Linked DNA regions of Mus musculus: regions 2 and 3 are each linked to region 1. A link is a contact called in public promoter capture Hi-C data. All regions are on one chromosome and are shown on one strand. The core of a region is the stretch at or near the end of the contact, and the rest is flanking DNA. Distances in the headings are between cores, read along the strand shown.

Region 1 (5,124 bases), core at 1,390-3,889:
GCTTTCGTTCTTGGGGCTTGGGGCTTGCGCTCCGGCTCCTGAAGATGTAAGCAATAAAGTTTTGCCGCAGAAGATTCTGGTTGTTGTGTTCTTCCTGGCCGGGCGTGAGAACGCGTTTTTAAGAGTCAACCATTCTCCAAAATGGCGACCTCAGACAAAGGCAGGCAGGCCTTCTCATAGGGGACTGAGAGAACTGTCTAGAAGGATTAAGTCATCTAACATTTCATTGGTGGGTGCTAGGGGATCACAAGAGGTCAGTGGTCTGCATTCCCATGTCATGCATGTTTAATCACAGGATGAACTAGGGCTGCCCAGTGCAGGTGGCCCATTCTGAGATAAGATATTTCCCCATCTTAGTGGCTGTCCCTAGGCTGTTCTTTGGGAGGGGGTTTTATGATCTTGTTCTGGATTTTATGGTCTGTTCCTGGAGCTGGTGTCTTAGGGCTTAGTTTCTGGGATTTATGGTCTGTTCCCGGAGCTGGTGCCTTACAGTCATTTTTGAAGTCATGCCTGGTCCTTACATGGAGACAAATGGGGTCTATGTCGTCCTTTCAAACCTTGGTTGCCATTTCTCAGGAACCAACCATCTTGTCTTTTGAGACAGGGTCTGCTAATGGGATCTGGGGCTCTCAGCATTTAAGCTAGGCTGGCTGGCCTGCACTGAGAGCCCCTGGTCTCTCTCTTCCCTGCACTGGGATTATAAGCAGATGACATCACACTCAGCTTTTTATATGAATGCTGGAGATCTGAACTCAGGTCCTCATGTTTGCACTTTACCAACTGAGCTATCCCCTCAGAAAAAAATCTTATCCCAAGCTTTCGATCACAGTTTCAGTGTCCAAGTGAGCATGCTCAGATCAGAGTCTGATCTCTGTTTTTTTTTAAAAAGATATTTAAAAAATTCTTTTTATTTCATTTCATTTCTTTTTCATTAATTTATTTATTCACTTTACATCCTGGTAATAGCCCTCTCCCTCCTCTCTTCCCAGTCTCACCCTCCTCTTCCTCTCCCCATTATCTTCTCTTCCCTTCTCTTCAGAGAAGGGAAAGCCCTCTTTGTATACCAACCAGCCCTGGAACACCAAGTCACAGCAGGTGCTAAGTATATCCTCTCCCGCCGCGTGTGGGAAGCCCCACCAGGCAATCCAGCTAGGGGAAGGAGATCCAATGGCAGGCAGCAGAGTCAGAGACAGCCCATGCTCCAGTTGTTTGGGGACCCACATGATGACCAAGCTGCACATCTGCGACAAATGTGTAGGGGAATTTTATTTTATGTGTATGAATGTTTCGTCTACATGCATGTCTGTGCACCATGTATGTGCCTGGTGCCCACAGAGGCCAGAGGACATAAAAATCCCCTGAAACTGGAGCTACAGACAGCTGTTAGGTATCATGCAGTTGCTGGGAATTGAAACAGGGTTTTCTGGGAGTGTGATAGGTCCTCTTAACCACATAGCCCCAAGTTAGTGATATGTTTGTTTGTTTGTTTGTTTGTTTCGAGACCGGGTTTCTCTGTGTAGCCCTGGCTGTCCTGGAAGAAACCACTCTCTCAGTCATTAATGACACTTTCCATTTCCCCTGAGTGGTCTAGCTTGTGTGACAATTTATATGTGACTCTCCTATAATAACTAAGGAACTTAAGGTGTACCAAGAACTCCTTAAATAGCTTAAGAAGCCATTCTGACCTAAAATGCAGGAGAATCCTAGGGGCCTACAGGCCTTCCCTATGTGAGACAAGAAGAGGAAACAGGACATTGCTTCTGTGAGGTAGTCAACCCCTTTGCTCTGGCTTCTGTAAACCTGCTTATGGCTCTGGGACTGGGATGAGGCGGACCCTTTCCCTCTGTACAGTGGGATGAGAAACAACTGAGAGGAGGAAAGCCAGTTCTTCCCCCAGCTGTGGGTTCCACCAAGCATGAGATAACTGTGATGCCCACTGCTGATGTCCATCTTTGTAAACCCTTCCTTTAGCCACTCCTTGGCAAGGCAATCTTTTGATTTGGCTCTAAGGCTGCCATCCAAGGCTGTGATTCTGTTAGTGGTAGCAATCAACTGATTTAATCTGAATTCAGATTTAGTCTAATTCATAGTTTTTCCCCCAAGTGGATACGAGCTCCACACCAGCTAGGAGCACCCTTTGAACTTAGGGTCCCTTATATTTGCAGGATTTCCCCCAGGAAACCTAATTGCTGAATATGAATTAATTATTTCCCATGCTGAAATTAATTCTGGTGTTTAAATTTTCGTGCCCCCCCCCCCAAAAAAAAACAAAAACAAAAAACTTTTACTTTTTTGCCACACCCCTTCGTTTCAGAGATTATGACAGAGGAATTTGTCACTCCACATCAATTTTTCTAGTCTTTATTTTCAGTCAGAGGGCTGGGCTTGTAGCTCAGTAATAGAGCATGTGTACCACCATCAAAAAAGTAATTAAAAAAAAAAAAGCTACATCTGGTGGCATAAACATCCGAGGGACAAGCCCTCACCTAGAGCCTCGATGGCCTCCATGCTCATCTTTCACTGGCCACCTCTCTGGAGAGCTAAGACCCCAGCCTCAGGACCGCTTTCCTTCCTCCGCCCATTGCTCCCAGTCGCGTCCCTTCCCGGCCGCCGTAGAGCAAGCGACGCGGGAGTTCGGCAGTCGCGTCGCCTAGGCAACGGCTCGGCGGCGGGCTGCGGGCGCCAGGCGGCCCCGGGGAGGCGCTCGCGCCGGCGGCCGGGGCTCTACGAGGCGACAAGGCGGCAGGTAAGCGGCGGTAGAGCGGGTGAACGTGACCCGGAGAGGAGCGGTCCGCCGGGCGACCGGCGAGGAACGGGTCGCGGGGACGCCAGGCAAGGACAGAGGGCCGGACCTTTGTCCCTTGGGCCCGCGAGCTGGCGCCTGCGACGCCCTCTGACCCCGGCCGAGTTCGGGTGGGTGCGCTTTCCGCTTTTATTCCTATGTATCTCTGGAGCCTCACTCGAAAGTTTTCCTTTTAAATAGTAATTTTTAAAAAGCTCCTATTTTATGAGGGTTGGTCGCGGAGTAGCTAGGAACTGAAGAGAACGTCTGCGTGTGTCGCTCTTCGTTGGTGGTGGTGGTGGGAGGTCGGCGAGATCGGACTTATTTCTGAGTCAGTTTTCTCACCTGCACAATGGGGATAATAATACCTGTCTTATAAGATGATCAAAACGTGTTTTTATATTTAAAATCCTCACTACATGGGCGCTTTTCTTGTTACTACTACGAGGAGCATCATTGAGTATTTATTGAGAACCAGGGCCTGGGCTGATCGCCAGCGGTTTAAAAAAAAAAAAAAGTGAATGAGACGTCTTGTCCTTAGGGAACTCCACTCCTGCCCGTAGGAAACTGACCTATGGACTGGTTTTTGGTGTAATTTGAGCTATGGTTTTACACGTACAGGAAGCTGAATGCAGTGGAGGCTGTTGTAGACCTTCAGAGGTGATCAGAGAGAGAGGATTACACTAGAAGGTTACTTCCAAAAGGAGGTATGTAGCTTGCCTTTTGTCTTGGCCAGAAGACTAGTCTGGTGTGTGTGCCTAGTGTTAGGAAAACGGTGCCTTGAGGAGACAGCCAAACTTCTAGAGACTCTCCCAAGAATTTCAGGCTGGAAGGGAGTCCAAAAGGTAGCAAGAGTGTCTACTTGATGTTTGAAGGATAAGCCTCGGCTCTTCTTGACAGACTTTTTTTAGGGTCGGAGGTGGCGTTATGGGTAAAGTTTTAGGATGTTTGCTTTTTATTTTTTGTGAACCCTCAAGGGATTTGTTTGTTTTAATACAGGATTTTGTGGCCTACAGTCTGGTCTTGATTAATGCTGCTGTGTAGCTGAGGCTTTGCCTTGAACTCCTGACTCTCATGTCTCTGCTCCTGAGTTTGTGAGCTTGCAGAGGCGTCTAATTAGAAGCGGGTGAGCGTGTGCGCATGCGCTTCCGCGATTCTATGCGCGCCCTTGATCAGAAGTAGACCTCTCACCCTCTTTGGTCTCCTTGCTATTATTTTTTGCTTTGCAGCCAGTTCTTTATGGCGATTCAAAACAAAAAAAAAAACAGATATTGACAATTATCTTAGACCTTTTTTTCATTATTAAAACTACATACTCGCTTTAGCAAGATTAGAGGTTTCGGGGCAGGCGAGATGGCTCAGTGGTTAAGAGCACCGACTGATCTTCTGAAGGTTCTGAGTTCAAATCCCAGCAATCATCTGTAATGAGATACGATGCCCTCTTCTGGTGTGTCTGAAGACAGCTACAGTGTACTTACATATAACAATAAATCTTTAAAAAGAGAGAGAGAGAAGAGGTTTCTTTAGCTTACAGTTCTGGAGATTCTTGGAGCCCACTTCTGACCATGTTCTTTTTATGGCAGAGTCCTGAGAGGGCTCAGCTTGTTGAGCATATCACAAGATGGGGAGTTCAAGGGTTCCTCTTTTTGTGATGTGGGGGTCGAAGAGACCCTTGTCCACAGCAGGCAGGGGTACTGCCTCAGAGCTGTTTACCCATGACCTTCTCTCAGGCAGTTCCAGGATCCAGTTACAACCTCTGACCTTATCTGATGCTGCCTTCTTCCTCTGGACACTATGTCAGTGTGGTTTCCCCTGTCTTCACTCACCATCTGAAGCAGAAATGTCAGCATGTGAACCCTTGGGACGTGCACACAAACTACATCTAACCCATAGGAAGTGTGAGGTGCCAGGCACTGGGCAGAGCTGGATGAGAAAGCTGGTTCTTATCGTGGAGATCAGGGCCTAGTTGGGAAATTAGGCTGGCAGTGGCAGTGTAATGGGAGGTGTTGCTGGGTGTTTCTGATCAGGTGAATACAATCTAGTCTGGAGGTTGGGGGAGGGAGTAGTGAGAATTAGCTCTATCTGGAGAGATGGTGAGAATGGAAAAAGACAGTATTTTACAATATTGAAAAGCAATGTCAAGCCGGGCATGGTGGCACACGCCTTTCATCCCAGCACTCGGGAGGCAGAGGCAGAGGCAGGTGGATTTCTGAGTTCGAGACCAGCCTGGTCTACAAAGTGAGTTCCAGGACATCCAGGGCTATACAGAGAAACCCTGTCTCAAAACAAAACAAAACAAAACAAAAGCAATGTCACTGAGCCCAGCGTGGCACCTGCCTGTC
Region 2 (5,124 bases), core at 696-3,195, 1.3 Mb after region 1:
AGGGGATGGGAGTTCAGCACAAGCCTGACTTCCAATTGGACTTTGTCTCAATAGATGGAGGGTGGGCTGGGGAAATGGCCAAGTGGGTCAGAGCATTCATTGTAGAAGCAGGAGGACCCGACTTCGGAGCTACAACATCCACGTAAACAGCTGGGTGCGGCACCTACTTGCTCACCTCCAACACTGACAGATGGAGACTCTGAGACAGGGTTACCAAGGCTTGCTGGCGGCCAGCCTGGCTGCAAATCCCTGGGCTCTTAAGTTTAGGGAGACTCTGCCTCAAAGGAACAAAAGGAAAGATGACAGAGGGGGACAGCCAACATCTCCTCTTGCCTTGGCAGTCATGGATGTGTGTCCCTGCACACACACATATGCACACACACACACAAACACACACACAAACACACACACACAAACACACACACACACACACACACACACGCACACACACACACTAAAACAAATTAACAAACAAAAACAAGGACTAGGAACAGCTCAGTTGTAGAGTACTTGCCTAGCATGTGTGAGACCCTAGAGGCTTGGGCATACACACACACACACACTCATACACAGACACAGACTCACATATGGACACACACACAGTCTCACACATATGGGATAGCAATATATAGGAGAGTTTTGTAGAGAGCGTATCACAACGTCCAACACAATAAATCAAAAAAGTGAATGATCACTGCGGCCTGGAGGTGAAATGCCTTGCCCAAGGTGGTTGGGAAATGACGAGGTTGGGAAATGGTAGACCCAGAACTGCAATTCAGTGCTGGAGCTCACCAGTGAGAAGCATCTAAGAGAAGCTTGGGAGAACACCCAGCTCTCTCTCTCCGGCTCACAGGTCTGTTCGTTGGGAAGCACATGAAGGTCTGGGCACACAGGAGGCTTAGTCAGAACAGCTTGCTGAAGACAGATCAAGGCCCTGCTCCACCATGGTGGCAGGCGAGGAGGATGGAAGGCCGGGGGCTGCCGGCTGTTGGCAAGACTGTGCCAAAGCTTTCCTGAGTGGAGCAGGGCAGGGCTGGAGGAGGGGAAGGGTCCATGACGATCTCACAGCTCGGGAGAGGAAGGTGTTTGCCCCATCCAGGTCACCCCAAGGCTTAGAGCCAAGACCCCAGTCTCCTAATTTCCAATCACAAACCTGACACCATCAACTGAGGTCTCGTGAACACTGCTGAAAGTGGTTTTTCTGTGTTTCGAGAGTCTCATTTTATCCTCAGATCAATATAGGGACAAAGGCTTGAGCGACAAAGGGTCTGTTTTTGTTCTTTAAACAGAAGAGGAAGGATAGTGCTAGCCTGAGAAGGATGAAGCTTCTGCTTGCTCCCACATGTGTGTGTCCCCCCGCCCCCCAGGCTCATCTTTCCTTCCCCAAGGAGTCAGCCTGCTGGAGCTAGGGGTTTGCCCCATGGAATTCCCCAAATCCTGCCTCAAAGAGCCTGCTCCCAGAGGCCAGGAGAGGAAGCTGAGTCAAAGACTCTATCAGGGGGCGGGGATGAGAGGATAGAACCTACAGTGTGGGGATGGGCTCCAGGCTGCACTCTGGCCAGGGAGGGGGTGTCTCAGAAGCCCAAGGAAGAGGGGTCTCGGGCCTCAGGTCTCCCAGTCTTTTACTGGGCTGATCAGTCAGGGCCGTCAGACCTAGGGCTAGGTGAATGCCCCATCCTGCACACCCTCCTTCCCTTTCCCACAAAGTCTGCAGTTTGCAGAAACTAAACCCTGAGTTCTGTGGTTTCCTGTGGGTCTGGGGGTCCTGCCTGACTTGGCAATGGGGGACTGTGGGCAGGGCATAAGGGAGGGGGTAGTGTAAACACACACACACACACACACACACACACACACACACACACACACACACACACGCTGAGTCAGCATAAGCCTGGAGGGGAGGGGCGGGGTCACTGATTCCGTTTTACTGCCTCTTTAAAATCTCTGCAAAGGCAGCGTTAGCCAGAAGCTGCGGTCCTCACCATGAGTCCCTGGCAGCCCCTGCTCCTGGCTCTCCTGGCTTTCGGCTGCAGCTCTGCTGCCCCTTACCAGCGCCAGCCGACTTTTGTGGTCTTCCCCAAAGACCTGAAAACCTCCAACCTCACGGACACCCAGCTGGCAGAGGTAGACAGATGGCTCGGTGGATAGCTGAGAAGGGCTGGTCAGGAAGATGTCCCCCTCTCCCAAGGAATGGGGCCTCAGATATGCTTTCTGGATTTGGGGGTGATGGGCATGTCTGCCAGGGTTAGGCAGTAGGGGGTAGGTGGTCTGGAGGCTCTGGGCAGATTCGGGTCTGTTGGAGGGACAGATTGGGTTCGGCTTCGAAGGGTTGTGACATGGCGCAGGTTGGCAGTGAACAGTTAAACTCTAGTGGGGCTGAGGGGTAGGCATGGTTTATATCATCTGAGGTCGAGGTGTGATGCTGTCCTCAGGATAGGGGAATTCTAGCTGTGTAGGAAGAACTGGTGTCCTGGCCGTAGAGTCCCTAAGCATGTGGCCCAGAGGTCCAGAGCCAAGGTGCCAGAACTCTGTGATGTCTCTGCCCCTTCCTCCATCCACAGGCATACTTGTACCGCTATGGTTACACCCGGGCCGCCCAGATGATGGGAGAGAAGCAGTCTCTACGGCCGGCTTTGCTGATGCTTCAGAAGCAGCTCTCCCTGCCCCAGACTGGTGAGCTGGACAGCCAGACACTAAAGGCCATTCGAACACCACGCTGTGGTGTCCCAGACGTGGGTCGATTCCAAACCTTCAAAGGCCTCAAGTGGGACCATCATAACATCACATACTGGTGAGATGTCGGGCTAGAAGCAGGTGCCTGGGTGGGACTGGAGGCCAGTTTGCACCTCCGGTTAGCTGAACACAAGGGATCCTTAGCAATACAAGTTCCGAGAGAGGCTGCAGCCCTGTGTGTTTTGAAGCGATCGTGGTGTAGCTGCTGCCCCGCCCACCCCCATTTGTAATCCGTGCATGCCCGATCCCCCATCGACGCTGGCTTTTCACCTCCAGGATCCAAAACTACTCTGAAGACTTGCCGCGAGACATGATCGATGACGCCTTCGCGCGCGCCTTCGCGGTGTGGGGCGAGGTGGCACCCCTCACCTTCACCCGCGTGTACGGACCCGAAGCGGACATTGTCATCCAGTTTGGTGTCGCGGGTGAGAATTCCCGGGCTGGGCAGGCTATGGGAGGGACGACCACGGACAGAGTAGAAGGGACAGCAGATCTGTCCGCTCTTATGCCTGCCCCACAATCCCTAGTCGCTGCTTCCACAAATGACCTCCCCCAACCCCCAGCGGCTTTGGAGTCGCAGTCACCTCTTCTCAAAGTCTGGTGCGCTGCTCAGCGGGAGACACAGTCGCTTTCAGTCTCTTGCCCTTAAAGAGAGCAAAGTGTTGCTGATTGAGTCCCTTCCTCTCCGATGGCCTCTTGCAGAGCACGGAGACGGGTATCCCTTCGACGGCAAGGACGGCCTTCTGGCACACGCCTTTCCCCCTGGCGCCGGCGTTCAGGGAGATGCCCATTTCGACGACGACGAGTTGTGGTCGCTGGGCAAAGGCGTCGGTGAGATCCTGAGCCTTCCAGTATCCGCCCCATCCCCACCCCTGTCCCAACTCCCTTCTCTTACACTGGTGTGTGGCCAGACGCCCTGACTCTAGCCTCCTTTCTACAGTGATCCCCACTTACTATGGAAACTCAAATGGTGCCCCATGTCACTTTCCCTTCACCTTCGAGGGACGCTCCTATTCGGCCTGCACCACAGACGGCCGCAACGACGGCACGCCTTGGTGTAGCACAACAGCTGACTACGATAAGGACGGCAAATTTGGTTTCTGCCCTAGTGAGAGTGAGTATGCGCTGGGGGTGGGGAGCGGGGCGCCGCCTTGAAGGTTCCAGAATCTTCTTTCCCAGTCTCTCTTTGCCATCAGTGGTGTGGCTACTCGCCCTCTCCCTGGGTCTGGTCCCCTCTGTGAAATGAGACGCATGCTGGGGCCGGGCTTGGCGGTAATACCGTGGGTCTCCTCAGGACTCTACACGGAGCACGGCAACGGAGAAGGCAAACCCTGTGTGTTCCCGTTCATCTTTGAGGGCCGCTCCTACTCTGCCTGCACCACTAAAGGCCGCTCGGATGGTTACCGCTGGTGCGCCACCACAGCCAACTATGACCAGGATAAACTGTATGGCTTCTGCCCTACCCGAGGTACCTCTGCCCCGCCTATCAGGGTCAGCCCGGCTCTGCTTTCCAGCATTGGTCTCTAAAGGTGGCTTTTCCATCCATTCATTTCCTTCCTCTATTTACCATCCGCCGTCTGCCTCCACACCTCCTCTCCTTGACTCCCAATTGGGCAGCCTTTTTTGTTTACCCTTAGGCTTTGGTCTCCAATCTTAGCCTCTGCCTATCAATATTTTCCGGCTTCCGCGGTGCTCCACAGCGCCCCCTAGGCTTCAAAAACTAGGCCATGGAGGATCTCTAGCTCAGCTTAGTTTGGTCCATCCCTGGCACCATATTAGATCCACCCATCTGGCTCACTTGATTCTTGGTCTCTCCAGTGGACGCGACCGTAGTTGGGGGCAACTCGGCAGGAGAGCTGTGCGTCTTCCCCTTCGTCTTCCTGGGCAAGCAGTACTCTTCCTGTACCAGCGACGGCCGCAGGGATGGGCGCCTCTGGTGTGCGACCACATCGAACTTCGACACTGACAAGAAGTGGGGTTTCTGTCCAGACCAAGGTGAGCGGGGCACTGAGGCTCCTGGGGTGGGGCCTGAGTCACCTCCTGGCAGTCAAGGCGGAGCAGCCAGGGCTGGTGGCATTTCAGACTCCTTCTACCTTCCAGGGTACAGCCTGTTCCTGGTGGCAGCGCACGAGTTCGGCCATGCACTGGGCTTAGATCATTCCAGCGTGCCGGAAGCGCTCATGTACCCGCTGTATAGCTACCTCGAGGGCTTCCCTCTGAATAAAGACGACATAGACGGCATCCAGTATCTGTATGGTGAGGCTGGGGGACAGAGACGAGGAGCAGAGAGAAGGATGTGGCTCAGCTGTAGGAAGAGGAGAGGGGAGAAACGGAACCTCAATATCTATCTGGGTCAGGGCCTGAGTGCCCAGTAAGTGGAGATGGCACTCT
Region 3 (5,124 bases), core at 1,265-3,764, 1.2 Mb after region 1:
TGGCTCAGTAAGAGCACTGACTGCTCCTCCAAAGGTTCTGAGTTCAAATCCCAGCAACCACATGGTGGCTCACAACCACCCATAATGAGATCTGATACCCTCTTCTGGTGCATCTGAAATCAGCTACAGTGTATTTATGTATAATAGTAGATAAATCTTAAAAAAAAAAATCTTGAACATGGTAGGTTTGGCTCGGAAGAAGTCCTGTACAGGACAGGCAAAGGAAGTGGACAAATCCTGTAAGCTCAAAACATGAGAATACAGAAGTGGGAGGATGAATTGGAAGGTGGAAGTCAGGAAGGCTTCCTGGACCTGAAGGGTGAATTATGTAAAGCATGGGGAAATTAGTGACATCCCAGGAATACACAAAGGGGTTCAGGAGGGCAGAGGCAGACAGCATCTTGCTGGATAGATCAAGCTGGTCTTAGAATGGCTCAGTGTCAGGTAGCAAGGCTGTAAAAGCAGGGAGCGACTGTTACAGAAGTAGACTACCACCTGCAGGAGCTTCTGCTTGGTGAGGTGGTAAAGTGGCCTTAGTGCCACCATCCTCCACTTTATGTAGTTGATGCAATGACTTTCTGCAGGCAGGCTTGTCTTTCCTTCTTCAGATGGCATTTCCCTGTTACCCAGGCTCCTCCTTCAGCTTCCCTAGTCTCTGGACCTAGAGACAAGGACCACCATGTCCAGCTCTTGTGCACTGCTCTGGTTTTGCTTGAGAGTTCCACTACATTGTGTAGGCCAGGCTGACTGATGTACGACTTAGCCTCCTCCTGCTTCTGCCTTTCCAGTGCTGTTGGGGGTCTCAGGTGTGCACACTCTTGACTCCATTTGCGTTTGTTTGAAAAAGATCAGGTCTGGAACTCCCTATGGAGCTAGGAGTCCTGCGGGTAAAGGAACTATCGCACCTGGCTAGCTTAAAAACCAAACCAAGGGGCTGGTGAGATGGCTCAGTGGGTAAGAGCACCCGACTGCTCTTCCGAAGGTCAGGAGTTCAGATCCCAGCAACCACATGGTGGCTCACAACCATCCGTAACGAGATCTGGCGCCCTCTTCTGGAGTGTCTGAAGACAGCTTCAGTGTACTTACATATAATAAATAAATCTTTAAAAAAAAAAAAAAAAAAAAAACCAAACCAAAAACCAGAACTGGAACAGGGTCAGAGGTTAGGGAAACACTGAGTTACACCCCTAACCAACTCCCCTTTTAAACTTTCCTTTTTTTTTTTTTTTTTTTTTTTCTTCCCGAGACAGGGTTTCTCTGTGTAGCCCTGGCTGTCCTGGAACTCACTCTGTAGTCCAGGCTGGCCTCGAACTCAGAAATCTGCCTGCCTCTGCCTCCCAAGTTAAACTTTCCTTTTTAAAGCAAGTATCTTGTAGCCCTGCTGACCTCTCAAACTAGTGACCCTTTATCAGTCTCCCAAGATTCGAGATGCATGATGGTGTATGCTTTTAATTTCAGCACCCAGCAGGCAGACAGACTGCTGAGTTCCTGGTCTGCCAGGGTTATATAGCAGAACTATCAAAAAACCAAAAGAACAAAAAAATCCCTAAGATGGACACACCTGGGGTCGATGGTCAGGTGTCTGTGGGCAGACTAGACAAGATCCTCCTCCAACTCTTACTAGTTTATATTGTTGACCATTTTTCCTGACCTCCCAACATTCCAGCTCCAAGTTACTGGGCAGCCAGCGCCGACAGCGTCATAGACCTGAGAGGCTGACCAGCTGGGCCATCTGCTACGCTAGTCCAGCAGCAGGTGGCAAACTTGTCCTCCTTTCAAGTTACCTTAACTGGGCAACAGCTTCCTTAGGAGGCCACAAGTGGGTGGAGCTAGGAGCCTAATTCCGGAAGGGAGCCCGACGATGGCCCCTTGCAGAAGCGTCTCCCACTAAGCTGTGTGCAGCCTTCACAACTTTACAACTGCCCAAAGCCACATCTACCCTATTTGCACTCCTCCAAAAGCTACGACTATTCAAGAGCAATTTGTGAGCAGGTTGCTAACGCGCAAAGGTTCGATTTGCACGTCTTCGTCACCTGGCCTCTAGGCAGAGAGAGTTAACATTCCAGGACCCTTAGAGGGCAGAGGCCCCGAGAGGACACCAGCTGGAAGCGGCAGAGCACTGTGCAGGCCAGGACCCAACGTGCAGGGCCTACGTCACCGCTCCGCCTATGTCGGCAACTGAGCCAGAGCCCCCAGAAGACTCTAGACCAGCTTCGTGCCCCCTAAAGTGTCCTAGATCTTCAGCCCCTGCGAATGCGTTCGGCAGGGAAACTGAGGCAGGGGTGTGCGATAGATTCCTTCCTTCCCACCTACGTTTCAAGAATAGCAACGCTGTTTTTCCCCATCCTCAGGACCACAAGGGACCACCCAGATCAACCGGAAAATGGGGAGTTGGGGGCGGGGGGTGGGGGCGAAAGCCATCAAGGTCTGGGGAGCCAGTCAACGTTGCCACACTCAAGATGGCGGCGCGGCCGTGGCGAGGTCCTTCAGAGGCGGTACCGACGCATGCGCAGCGCGGAGTCCCGGCCCGGGACACAAGATGGCGGCAGCGGCGCTGGGGAGGGCGAGGCGGAGGCGGCAAAACGGGCGGTCGAGCAGAACGTGTGGCCGCATCCCCTCGAGTCCGCTTCGGGCAGGTAAGAGCCCCAGGAAGCCACGGTCCCGCTGCGTGCCGCGCCTGGGTCCGGGAGTCCGAAGCAGGACGGCGGAGGCCCCTCCGGCGCTTCCCGCTCGGGGCTGCCGCTCGCCCGGTCTCTTTCGTCGCCGCCATCTTAGAGCCGCGGGTGGGCAGCAGGACTGCCGGCTGGGGTGAGTGCAGTGGGCCCGGAGAGCCCGGGCGGAGCGGCCTCTAGGGTCCCTTCGCTGCTGCCGCTGCCGCCGTCGCCACCGCCTTTGTGTCGGGCTCCGACTCAGAGTCGCCTCAGCCCGGGGGCGGGAGCGCGCGGCAGGGCGGGGGGCGGAGCCCGGGCGAAGGGCCGGCGCGCGCGCGCCAGACTTCCCGCCCCCGCTGGGCTTGCGGGAGGGGCAGGCGGGAGCGCGCTGGGAGCGGGGTGGGGGAGGGTTCCCGTCTGTGCGCCTGCGTGGCTCCGCCCACCAGAGCCGGGGCGTTATGATTGGTACTCTGGTATGTGATCCCGCCCATGTTCCTCCAATCCCGGAATCGGATGCATTTTCTAGTCCGAGTTCCGCTGCTTGCGCAGATACAGTTGTTTGTCTCTAGACTACGCTGCGCTTCTCCGACTTTGGTATGCGTGGGGGTCCGGAAGGCACAGGCTAAGTGAAAACAGTCACTTAATGGGAGCAGCAGCGAGAGTCCACAGAACGCTAGACTACGGTGCAGGGGTCAGATGGTTCTGACGTAGGTGTCAGGACGGCAGCACGGCCTTGAACTTGGGTCTGGCCAACTTCAGAGCTGGCGTTTTGGCCAGAGACCTGCTGCACCTATCTACGCGAGTTTATCTTATTTTTAAAAGACAGGGTCTCTGTGTAGCCCTGGCTATCCTGTAACTCACTATGTGGAACAGGCTGCCCTCGAATTCACAGAAACCCTGTGTCTTTAGTGCTGGGATTAAAGTCGTCTGTCACTACACCTGGCTCTAATGTGTGTGTATGTGGTACTGGGGATATAACCCTAGGTTTCACATATGCCGGGCAGTCAGTGTACTAAGTAGCTTTATTACCAGCACTTAACAAGTTCCAAGTTAACATTTTCAAGCTGTGTAAAGTGCAAAAGTGTGTCATCTTGTCTCCCAGTCCCATCTGGGGTGCGTTTAAAAATAAAATCTTGTCGAGGGTGAAGGCACAGATCTGAAATTCTAGCACTTAAGAGATGGATGGATGACCAAGGCAGGATAGGATGACTAAGGGCGATAATCTTTAACACTCCGATTCCGGCAGGATCATTAGGAGTTTTACGCCAGTTTCAGCTGTGTGAGACCCTGCCCTAAAGTTACAAATTCTTTGGTAGTTCTACCCCTCCTGCTTCTAACTGCAAATAGGTGTCGTTGGGGTTCAGCTGGTTTGGGATTGCTGTAGTGTCCTGTTTAGGTGGCACGAGGCCGGGCTGCTTCTGCCTTCTCTAACAACTGCATCTACCAGGTGCATCCTTCACATTTTGGGGGACACAAAATTTTCAATAAAGGTGGACAAGATGTGTTATACGTGTTTGCATGTTTTTATTTTTATTTATTTCAAGACAGCCAAAGAAGTGTGTCTTTTCTTAGTTGTGGGTGGCTTGAGATAGTGCCCCAACTTTCCTTACGTTCGCTTTGCACCCTTTGCTTTGGTTTACAGACACTTTGATTGGCAATGTATCAGGGCTCCGTTGTGCAAAATGAAAACATGATTACCATTGGCATATGTCTATATTCCACCTAACGGGAAGGCTGAAACGGAAGGATCTCTTGAGCCCAGTGGTTGAAGAAAGGCAGGGCTAGTTCAGAAAGAGAGCTGATCATGGTGGCTTTCACCTGTAACCCTAACACTTGGGAGGTCGGTCGAAGAAGAGGACAGGTTGGGATTTGGGGTCATATTCAGCTACCAATTTGAGTCCTCATCTCAAGCCAAGAACAGAAAGAGGAAAAAAAAAAAAAAACAAGAAAAGAAAAGAAAGAAAAAGTCAATTCCAGGCTTGCAGATGGAGTTGCTTACTGGAACCCTCCCTACTTAGCACTCTCAGATCTGGCCTTGATAACCAGTAAAGCAAGTCCTGTGGTCCACGCTGTAACCTTAGCTAATCCCGGAGACCAAAGCAGGAGGATCATATAGTCAAATATTTAAGGCCTTCTTGAACTGCGGATTAAGTTCAAGGACAATCTTGTCCATTTTTTAAGACCCTGCTCAAAAGTTATAGGTCTGGCTTAGTGGTAGAGCATTTATCTAGCGTGAAGAAGTACCTAGTACCGCATATATATTTGTCAATCTATACATAATGGTCTTAACCATGAAAGAACACTTACCTGTTATATACAAAAACTCTTTTGAGTTCCATCCCTAGCACTACAAAACCAAACCAACCAACTTCAAGGTGACAGGAAAGCATTAAACCAAGTTTAGAGGTCTGTAGATGAACCAGGTTCAGGGCCTAGGAATGCAGGTAGACACTCAAATACATCGTTTTTTTAT

What was found. Promoter capture Hi-C pulls out the DNA fragments that hold promoters and counts their contacts.
Region 2: a promoter capture Hi-C map of neutrophils shows a contact between it and region 1, with 5 times the contacts expected there. The contact joins the promoter of Mmp9 here to the promoter of Pkig in region 1.
Region 3: a contact with region 1 is called in a promoter capture Hi-C map of pre-B cells, with 2.2 times the contacts expected there. The contact joins the promoter of Pcif1 here to the promoter of Pkig in region 1.

Annotation. Positions count from the first base shown.
Region 1 is chr2:163,655,747-163,660,870 of GRCm38.p6, forward strand. It overlaps Pkig (protein kinase inhibitor, gamma), which reads left to right and starts at 2,640. Exons shown (of 4, transcript NM_001039391.2): 1 at 2,640-2,746.
Region 2 is chr2:164,946,274-164,951,397 of GRCm38.p6, forward strand. Mmp9 (matrix metallopeptidase 9) reads left to right here and starts at 1,946. Exons shown (of 13, transcript NM_013599.4): 1 at 1,946-2,124; 2 at 2,562-2,791; 3 at 3,010-3,158; 4 at 3,436-3,564; 5 at 3,674-3,847; 6 at 4,028-4,201; 7 at 4,552-4,728; 8 at 4,834-4,989. The coding sequence starts at 1,984.
Region 3 is chr2:164,876,854-164,881,977 of GRCm38.p6, forward strand. Pcif1 (PDX1 C-terminal inhibiting factor 1) reads left to right here and starts at 2,515. Exons shown (of 17, transcript NM_146129.3): 1 at 2,515-2,636. 4930445K14Rik (a long non-coding RNA gene) reads right to left here. Exons shown (of 2, transcript XR_003953757.1): 2 at 1-3,188.